2 separate regions of the Sus scrofa genome follow, and region 2 is linked to region 1. The links are chromatin contacts, called in public HiChIP or PLAC-seq maps. All regions are on one chromosome and are shown on one strand. The core of a region is the stretch at or near the end of the contact, and the rest is flanking DNA. Distances in the headings are between cores, read along the strand shown.

What was found. HiChIP or PLAC-seq counts read pairs in DNA pulled down with a chosen protein or histone mark.
Region 2: an H3K27ac HiChIP or PLAC-seq map of alveolar macrophages shows a contact between it and region 1. The contact joins the promoter of LIN54 here to the promoter of HPSE in region 1. A contact is called at or near these places in 1 of 5 promoter capture datasets (fetal skeletal muscle) and 1 of 2 datasets of contacts at active chromatin or transcription factors (alveolar macrophages).

The regions. Positions count from the first base shown.
Region 1 is chr8:135,080,591-135,084,382 of Sscrofa11.1, reverse strand. HPSE (heparanase) reads right to left here and starts at 2,184. Exons shown (of 12, transcript NM_001146130.2): 1 at 1,896-2,184. The coding sequence starts at 2,119. All of the region lies in intron 4 of LOC102167078 (a long non-coding RNA gene), which reads left to right.
Region 2 is chr8:135,328,755-135,332,546 of Sscrofa11.1, reverse strand. LIN54 (protein lin-54 homolog) reads right to left here and starts at 1,679. Exons shown (of 13, transcript XM_021101867.1): 1 at 1,470-1,679.

The DNA.
Region 1 (3,792 bases), core at 935-3,434:
TGCCTTTTTTAGGGCTGCACGCACAGCATATGGAGGTTCCCCGGCTAGGGGTCAAATCGGAGCTATACCACCAGCCTACACCACAGCCACAGCAATGCCAGATCCGAGCTGTGTCTGTGACCTACACCACAGCTCACAGCATCGCCGGATCCTCAACCCACTGAGCGAGGCCGGGGATGGAACTTACTAGTTGGGTTCGTTAACGGCTGAGCCGTGACGGGAACTCCTAAGTACTTATTTATGATCTCATCAAATGCTCCTTACAACCCTGCAAGGAGGTATTAGAGCTTCCATCCTACAGGCGAAGAAATGGAGGCTTGGCTTGGCTAAGCAACCCTTAAAACCCAACCACCCAGTTCGGGCAGGGTTGAGGGTGGTCTGATTGCCAGTCTCACAACCATTAGACTATCTGCTTTTATTTGCATAACCCATGAGTGAAATTAGCAAGAGCAGCTGAGGTGTGGGCACCGGAAGGCCAGCCTGTAGGTGTTTGGGAATGGCAGGATCCCAGTTGTCTGGGTTGGCTGAGGTCTGACCATCTCCAGAGGCTCTCATGACCTCAGTGCGTGGCCTGGATGACCTGGGTCTGTCCCTGCAGTGCCATTTTCTTGGGATCAGCTTGCTCTCTAATGGCAGGGGCCAGTGAACCTGCACCAGGCTCCGTCTTTCTCAGGTGAGAAAAAAAATTACAACTAATAAAGCCATGCCACATTTTATAGCACATCATCTCGGAGAGACAGCTTTTTATTAAGGCTCTGAAAGTCACTGCAGTAGTCTCCCACGTCTCATGGATATGATACTAAGAAAAAATTGTTTTAAGAGTACAGTGTGGGAAATCTCTGTATCTTGGACTCATTTTGCTGGGAACTTAAAACTGCTCTTTAAAAGTTTCAACATAAAAGTTTCAACATATATTTTCCCCATTCTCCCCCCCCCACACACACACCCTTAACCTTCCTTGCAGAGAGCTTAAGAGAAGAAAGTTTGGTGCATAACGTTACTTATCCTACAGCAAAGTCACGGACTCAAAGCACTCCAGATGCTTGTCCCCTGTTTCTGGGGCACATGGGAAGTTTCTTTCCAGGATTTCCGCCTAATGCTTGGCCCTTCGCTGCTGCTCAGGCAACACTTGCTGAATGAATGGAGGCAGGAAAGAGCGGTTTGGGGGCCCCAGCAGGGTGTGAGATGAGGAGGGAGAGAGAGAGCAAGCTGTGAGAAGGTGTAAAGAGGGTGTTGCCAGAATTCGGCCTCTGTCTGCAGGTGCCGAATTGAAATGCAGGGACAGAGTTTTGGGTAAAGGAGAAAAAAAATAGCTTTATTGCTTTGCCAGGCAAAGGAGGGTCACAGCAAGCTAATGCATTAAAGACTGTGCCCCCCCCCCAAAGAATTTGCAAGGAGTTTTATAGTAAAAAGGAGAAAAAAAGGTTTTCAGATAGGGATCAGGATTGGGACAGGCATGCATTCTTCTTTTTTGGGGGGCATCTTAGCCATCAAAGCTGGAGTCAGGCGATCTCGGCCTGATCCCGCCGGTGGTCTTCTGGGTTCTTGCCCAGAACAGCAGTACTTGCGTAAAGGGCATATGGATCAGAGATGAGAACAAACTAGGAAAGTTCCTGAAAACACCCCGTGCTAACAATCTTTAAGCCACAGGCAGTTGTGCTGGGGTGCCTAATCTTTAGCTGTGGGTGGTTGTGTTTAGGGTGTAACTAAGGGAGAACGACAAGGAAGGACTCTAAGCCGTTCAATTTCCAAGTATGCATTTCAAGGAGAAGCCTAAGAATATAACTTTTCTCTCAGGGGTATGAGGCACCTGCATCCAGGAGAGCGGCTCACTGGGCTGGCGTGGATGTCAGGACGGCAGGAGTTGGGAGAGGGACCCAAGGGCTCGCACTTACCCCAGAAAGGTGAGAAACCGCGGGTCCGTGGCCAGGTTGCCGTCTATGGTTACAGACAGGAACGCTGGACTCAGCAGGTGCACTGGCCGCTGGGTGGAGAATTCCAGCACCGCGACGTCCTTAGCTGGTGCGGGTCTTCCCGAGAGGCCGGGGGAGCAGGGACTGAGCAGTCCCAGGAGGAGCAGCAGCGCCAGCGGCAACCCGGGCTTCCAGCGCAGCAGCATCTCGGGCTCACCTGGCTGCCTCCCCCTGTGAGCAGCAGCGCGGCGACCAGCGAGACCTGGCGCACTTCCTCCCAACCCGCCACAGCGGCCTTTTCTCCTTCCCCACCCGCTCACGCCTCCTCACCCCTCCCACTGCGCCCTGCATCCCTCCCACTCCTGCCCGCATCCCTCCCACTCCTGCCCGCATCCCTCCCACTCCTGCCCGCATCCCACCCACTGCTCCCTCTCCGCCCCGCTCCGCCTCCCCGCTCATTCCTCCTTCCTCGCACGCTTTCCACTTACGAAATCACCCACATTCATTTGAAGGGTGCGGACGTGATGGGGATCCAAGCGCCCGGGAGGAGCCCTAGGCATCCCAGAGCTGGCTTCTTGAAGCACAGTGCCCAGCGCACATCGGTGAGACCGCCAGCAGTTCCCTCCTCCGGGTCCCAGCCAGTGGCGCCTGGGCTTCTGATCGAAATGAAAACCTCTAGTGAGCATTCCTCACTTACCCCCTCCATCTGGCTTTTGAACTGTCCCTTGAGCTTGCCAAAACCTGATGTGGCCTCAGGCCAGAGTGCTGTTTCCAAGGGGTCTTCCTTTTGCCTGAAAAAAATCGAATCTGGGCATCTAGACAGAGATCATTCCCAAAAATGTCTTTATCAGTTTCTCATGAAAACGGTATGTAGCAAAGCTTCAAAGTACTGGGTCTCTGACATCTCTAACCAAGGACCTAAAGCCTTCATACACGTGTGGGGGTTGTGACTGTCCCTTGAATTTGGAGCCATTGCCAAGTTTCCCCTCTGCATATTTATCTTTAGCCGTTGGCCAAATTTTTCTTTAGTTTTCCTGTGATGCCTTCACTGATTTGTAATTATAACAAGCACCATGCACTTAGGGCTTTTCTGCGCCTGATGGGAGAGGTGCTTCACCTGTGCTCTCCCTCCCTCCCACAGCACTGGCAAGTGGGTATTATCCTCATTTTGCATGTGAGGACCCAAGCTCTGAGACGGACACGTCCAAGTGTAAGAATCGGGATGGAAAGGCAATTATACAACGCAGAGCAGATAACAGCCGGAAATGTAACTTCCTCAAAGAAGTTTTGCCTGAGTCTCCAGGCAGCTGAACTCCCCCATGACACATTCTCACAGCATCCTGACCTTGCTAGAACATACCACATTCGTTAGTGTTGTATTGCTCCATGTTGGCCTCACCTCCTGGATTATTAACTCCATGAAAGCCGAGATGGGGTTTGTCTTGTTTGCTGCATTCACTGAAGCTCATGGCACCATGCTTGGCACTTAGGAGGCATCCAGTAAATGTTGAATAAGCAAGTGACACCAAAACCCTTAGGATTTTTTGCTTAGATTGTACCACCAAAAAGCAGTAAATAAAAATGGATTGTTTTGAAATTTATATGTAACTTGCACAGATCCGTCTACCCTTTTTATTTATTTTTTTCTGTCATGTGGAAGTTCCTGGGCCAGGGATCCAACCTGAGCCACAGCAACCCAAGCTGCTACAGTGACACTGAAGACCCTTAACCCAATGTGCCACAAGAGAACTCCAGATCTGTCTATTCTTAAGCAATTAAAGAGTTAAATGTGGGAGTTTCCTGGTGGTCTAGTGGTTAAGACTCAGTGCTTTCACTGCTGCAGGCCCAGGTTCAACTGGTCTGGGAACTGAGATCCCAC
Region 2 (3,792 bases), core at 430-2,929, 250 kb before region 1:
ACCAGCACGGCTTCTCCTGCAGATACTGTGGTCAAAACGTCTAGTGTTTACAGTAACGTTCTCAACTGTTTTCCACTCAATTTCTCTGATCATCAACACTGACCATAAACTCTGGGGCTTCCAGTGTGTCATTGGCTTAAGACGTCAAAGTGCAACTAGATTTACAAGGCATTGACCCTAGTCATGAGTGAACAGTTTCTAAAATAGAGAAAACATACCTCTAAGCGGAAATGCTTTGCCAAACGCTTTTAAGGATCTAAGTCACCGAATAATTGAAAAAAAAAAAAATCTGCCGCTGACATTCATTTGATACAGTGAAAATAAGCAGCTTGCTTTAGAATAAGACCCCGGAGTTACCTACCCAGCCCCATCAGCTCCACCATTGTGCAGTTTAATGAATAACGAAAAGAAAATACAGATTATTTTAATTATCAAAGACATAACAAGAAAACCTAAGCTGCAAGCTTCTGACGGGATCAGAATTAAAAAAAAAAAAAACACGTAAATTAGCTGCCTTTATTGATTTCAGGTTTGATAACCACCCATCCAAAAGCTGGATTCTATACCTACCATTCGACTACAGCATAAGACCTGTCTGAAATGAGCAAACGGAATGTACAGATTTCGAACAGAGCCACTCGACTGTCTTTCTTCAAAGTTAGTTTAAGAAGAGAGAGTAAGAAACTGAAAAAGCCATTTCACTTCCTTACCTTGCTTGAATGACAATTCCACATAAAAGACGGCAGCTTCAGGCTTAAACAAGTGCTATCTATCAATCGGCCCAGTCGTCGTTTCTCTATGCAGCCTGCTAGACGCCAGGAGTATCGAGCCTGCCCAGCTTCTTCATCTTTAAACTTTATTTCCCCTCCGCCAGCCCCATCCATCCGCACTCTGCTTGGTGTTTACCGTTGCTTGGCCAGGCTAAGCCCTGGCCCGCTCCCTTCCCCGTGCACCTCGGGAACATTATGACATTTGGCTGGTGGGCTTCGCGAGGAAAACGGACACACACGAAGACACCATACAAAGGGGCGTAGGAAGAACCGGGCGGCGGGCAGTAGGGAAAGGAAGGGCTGCTACGAAATGACACAGCAGCAAAACCGGTTCCCAGAAACCCGGGGCCGACACGGCGGCTCCTCGGGCCGCGCCGTGTGCGTGTCAACAGCCACGGGAGCCCTCCCTCCAGACCGCCCAGAAGGACAGGCTGCCGGCGGAGCGGCGGCCCAGCCGGGTGACAGCCGCCCTCCCGAGGGCCGGCGGGAAGGGCCCGAGCCGGGAGGCTCCTCCCGCCCCCTGCGGCCCGGGGATGGGGCGCGGCGGCCCCCAGACTGCAGGTTCCCGCTCTCCGCCACGACCCACTAGCCGGGCTCCCGGAGAGGGCGGTCCGGCGCCCTCCGCCCGCGCCTCCACCCGCAGCGCCCCCTTTCCCGCCGGCCCGCCCAGAAGCCCCCACCCCGGGGGCTGACACTCACCAAAGCCGGCGGCGCCGCCGCCTCCTCCTCGCGCCGCGCTCCCTGGGCTCCCAGCAGCCGCGGCGGCGGCGGCGCCTCCGAGACACAGACCCGGGTTTGTTCAAAATCACGCGCCCAGCGCCATTCCACCGCCGCATCCCATAATACGCCGGGCCCTCCCCGCCCGCGCGCCCCTCTCCGCCCGCCCCTCCGCTCCGCCCGCCCCGCCTCCCGGCCGGCTTCCTTCGCCCCGCCCCTTCCGCGGCGCCTTGCCCCGCCCCTTGGCAACCCGAGCGAGCGTCATCCCGCAAGGCGCCGGCAGGACGCTCCTGCTCCACGTGACCCGGAGTGGGCGCCCGGTCCAAGCTTTCGCACGGAATGTTCCATCCGGCTGAGACTGGGAGGGGGAAGAGCGGGATCGCGCCTGCAGTTGGGAGGTTGGAAGGGACCGCGCTACCGTCTCGCTTTCCTTGTTAGGAAGTCTCTGCTGTGGGTGCAGTTTCCAGCATCTTGCCGCTGTTTGATGTACTTGGGTGGGGAGTGATCAGTAATCACAGATGCCAAATCTTTTCGTTTTTTAGGCCCTAATGTTGCAGGGGTCGCTGAAAAGCCCGTGGGAGACCATGCAGAGTTAAACTTATTTTCAAAGAGACTTTCGTTTGCAGTGTACAGCCAAGACTAACACAGTCAAAATTCTTTGTATTTGATCACCATTTCCTTTTCTTTTTCCCGCTATTCTTTTTGTAAGGTGAGAAAAGATAACCCAAATTTGGAGTAGGATAAGCAGGCACTGAGAGATTCAGATAATAACTGCTCTGTATGAGACAAAAACTACAGAGGAAACAATAGAGAATGCATAATATAAAATGATGTGGTACAGTCTGTAATTGCTAATGGAGCAGGGAGGACATGCAGGTCAACGTGAGTGACTGTAGCCTGGGAACACAATGGAGGAAGTGAGACTTGCTGTAGCAGAGGCAGCAATCACTTTGTTTTAGTTTTTTTAAAATTGTAGTTGATTTACAATGTCCTGTCAATTTCTGCTGTACAGCGAAGTGACCCAGTTATACATTTATATATATATACACGTTCTTTTTCTCACATTATCCTCCATCATGTTTCATCACAAGTGACTGGATATAGTTCCCAGTGCTATACAGCAGAGTCTCATTGCTTATCCACTCCAAATGCAATAGTTTGCATCTACTAACTCCAGACTCCCAGTTCATCCCACTCCCACCCCTCACCCTTGGCAACCACAAGTCTATTCTCCACATCCTTGAGGTTTTTCTATAGATAGGTTCACTTGTGCTGTATTTTAGATTCCACGTGTAAGTGACATTATATGGTATTTGTCTTTCTGACTTACTTCACTTAGGATGAGTCTCTAGTTGTACCCATGTTGCTGCAAAGGACATTATTTTGTTCTTTTTTATGGCTGAGCAGGAGTCCATTGTGTAAATGTACCACACCTTCTGAATCCATCCATTTGTCTTGTGTATATGTACCACATCCCTTTGGGTTTTTTTGTTTTTTTTTTTTTTTTTTTTTTTTGTCTTTTTAGGGCTGCACCTGCAGCATATGGAGGTTCCCAGGTTAGGGGGTCTAATCGGAGCTGTAGCTGCCGTTCTCACGGCAACACGGGATCCTAACCCACTGAGCAAGACCAGGGATCAAACCCACAACCTCATGGTTCCTAGTCAGATTCGTTTCCGCTGCACCACGACGGGAACTCTGTACCACATCTTCTTAATCCATTCATCTGTCCGTGAACATTTAGGTTGTTTCCGTGTCCTGGTTATTGTGAACAATGCTGCAATGAACATGGGCTGCATGTATCTTTTTGAATGAAAGTTTTGTCCAGATAAATGCCCAGGAACAGGACTCCTGGGTCGTGTGGTAGTTCTGTGTCCCTGCCTCCAATGTCAATTCACTTTTGCCATTATCAACACCACCCCATACCTTCCACCTCAAACCTTATGGTGAGGATTTAGCCAGGCAAGCATGAAATTAGCAAAGGCTTGGAAGTGGGAAGCTCTGAGGCCTGTGCAAGGAATGTGAGAAAGCTGAATGATACTCTGACTTTTCTAATGAGGAGCTTTGAGAGCTAGTGTAAGAAAACCTCCTGGAGGTTAAATGATTAGTGATACTGTGGGGCCCCTCTGGAAGGAAGAAGAGGGAGAGACAGGTACCCAAACCCAGCTGCTGAGGTACAGAAAAAAAAAAAAAAAAAAAAAAAAGAATGGAAAATCCAGTAACAATGTAGCAGAAAGAATTCACACTACAACAAAGTACAGTTTATTCCAGGAATGATGGTTTAACCTTAAGAAATCTACTCATGACG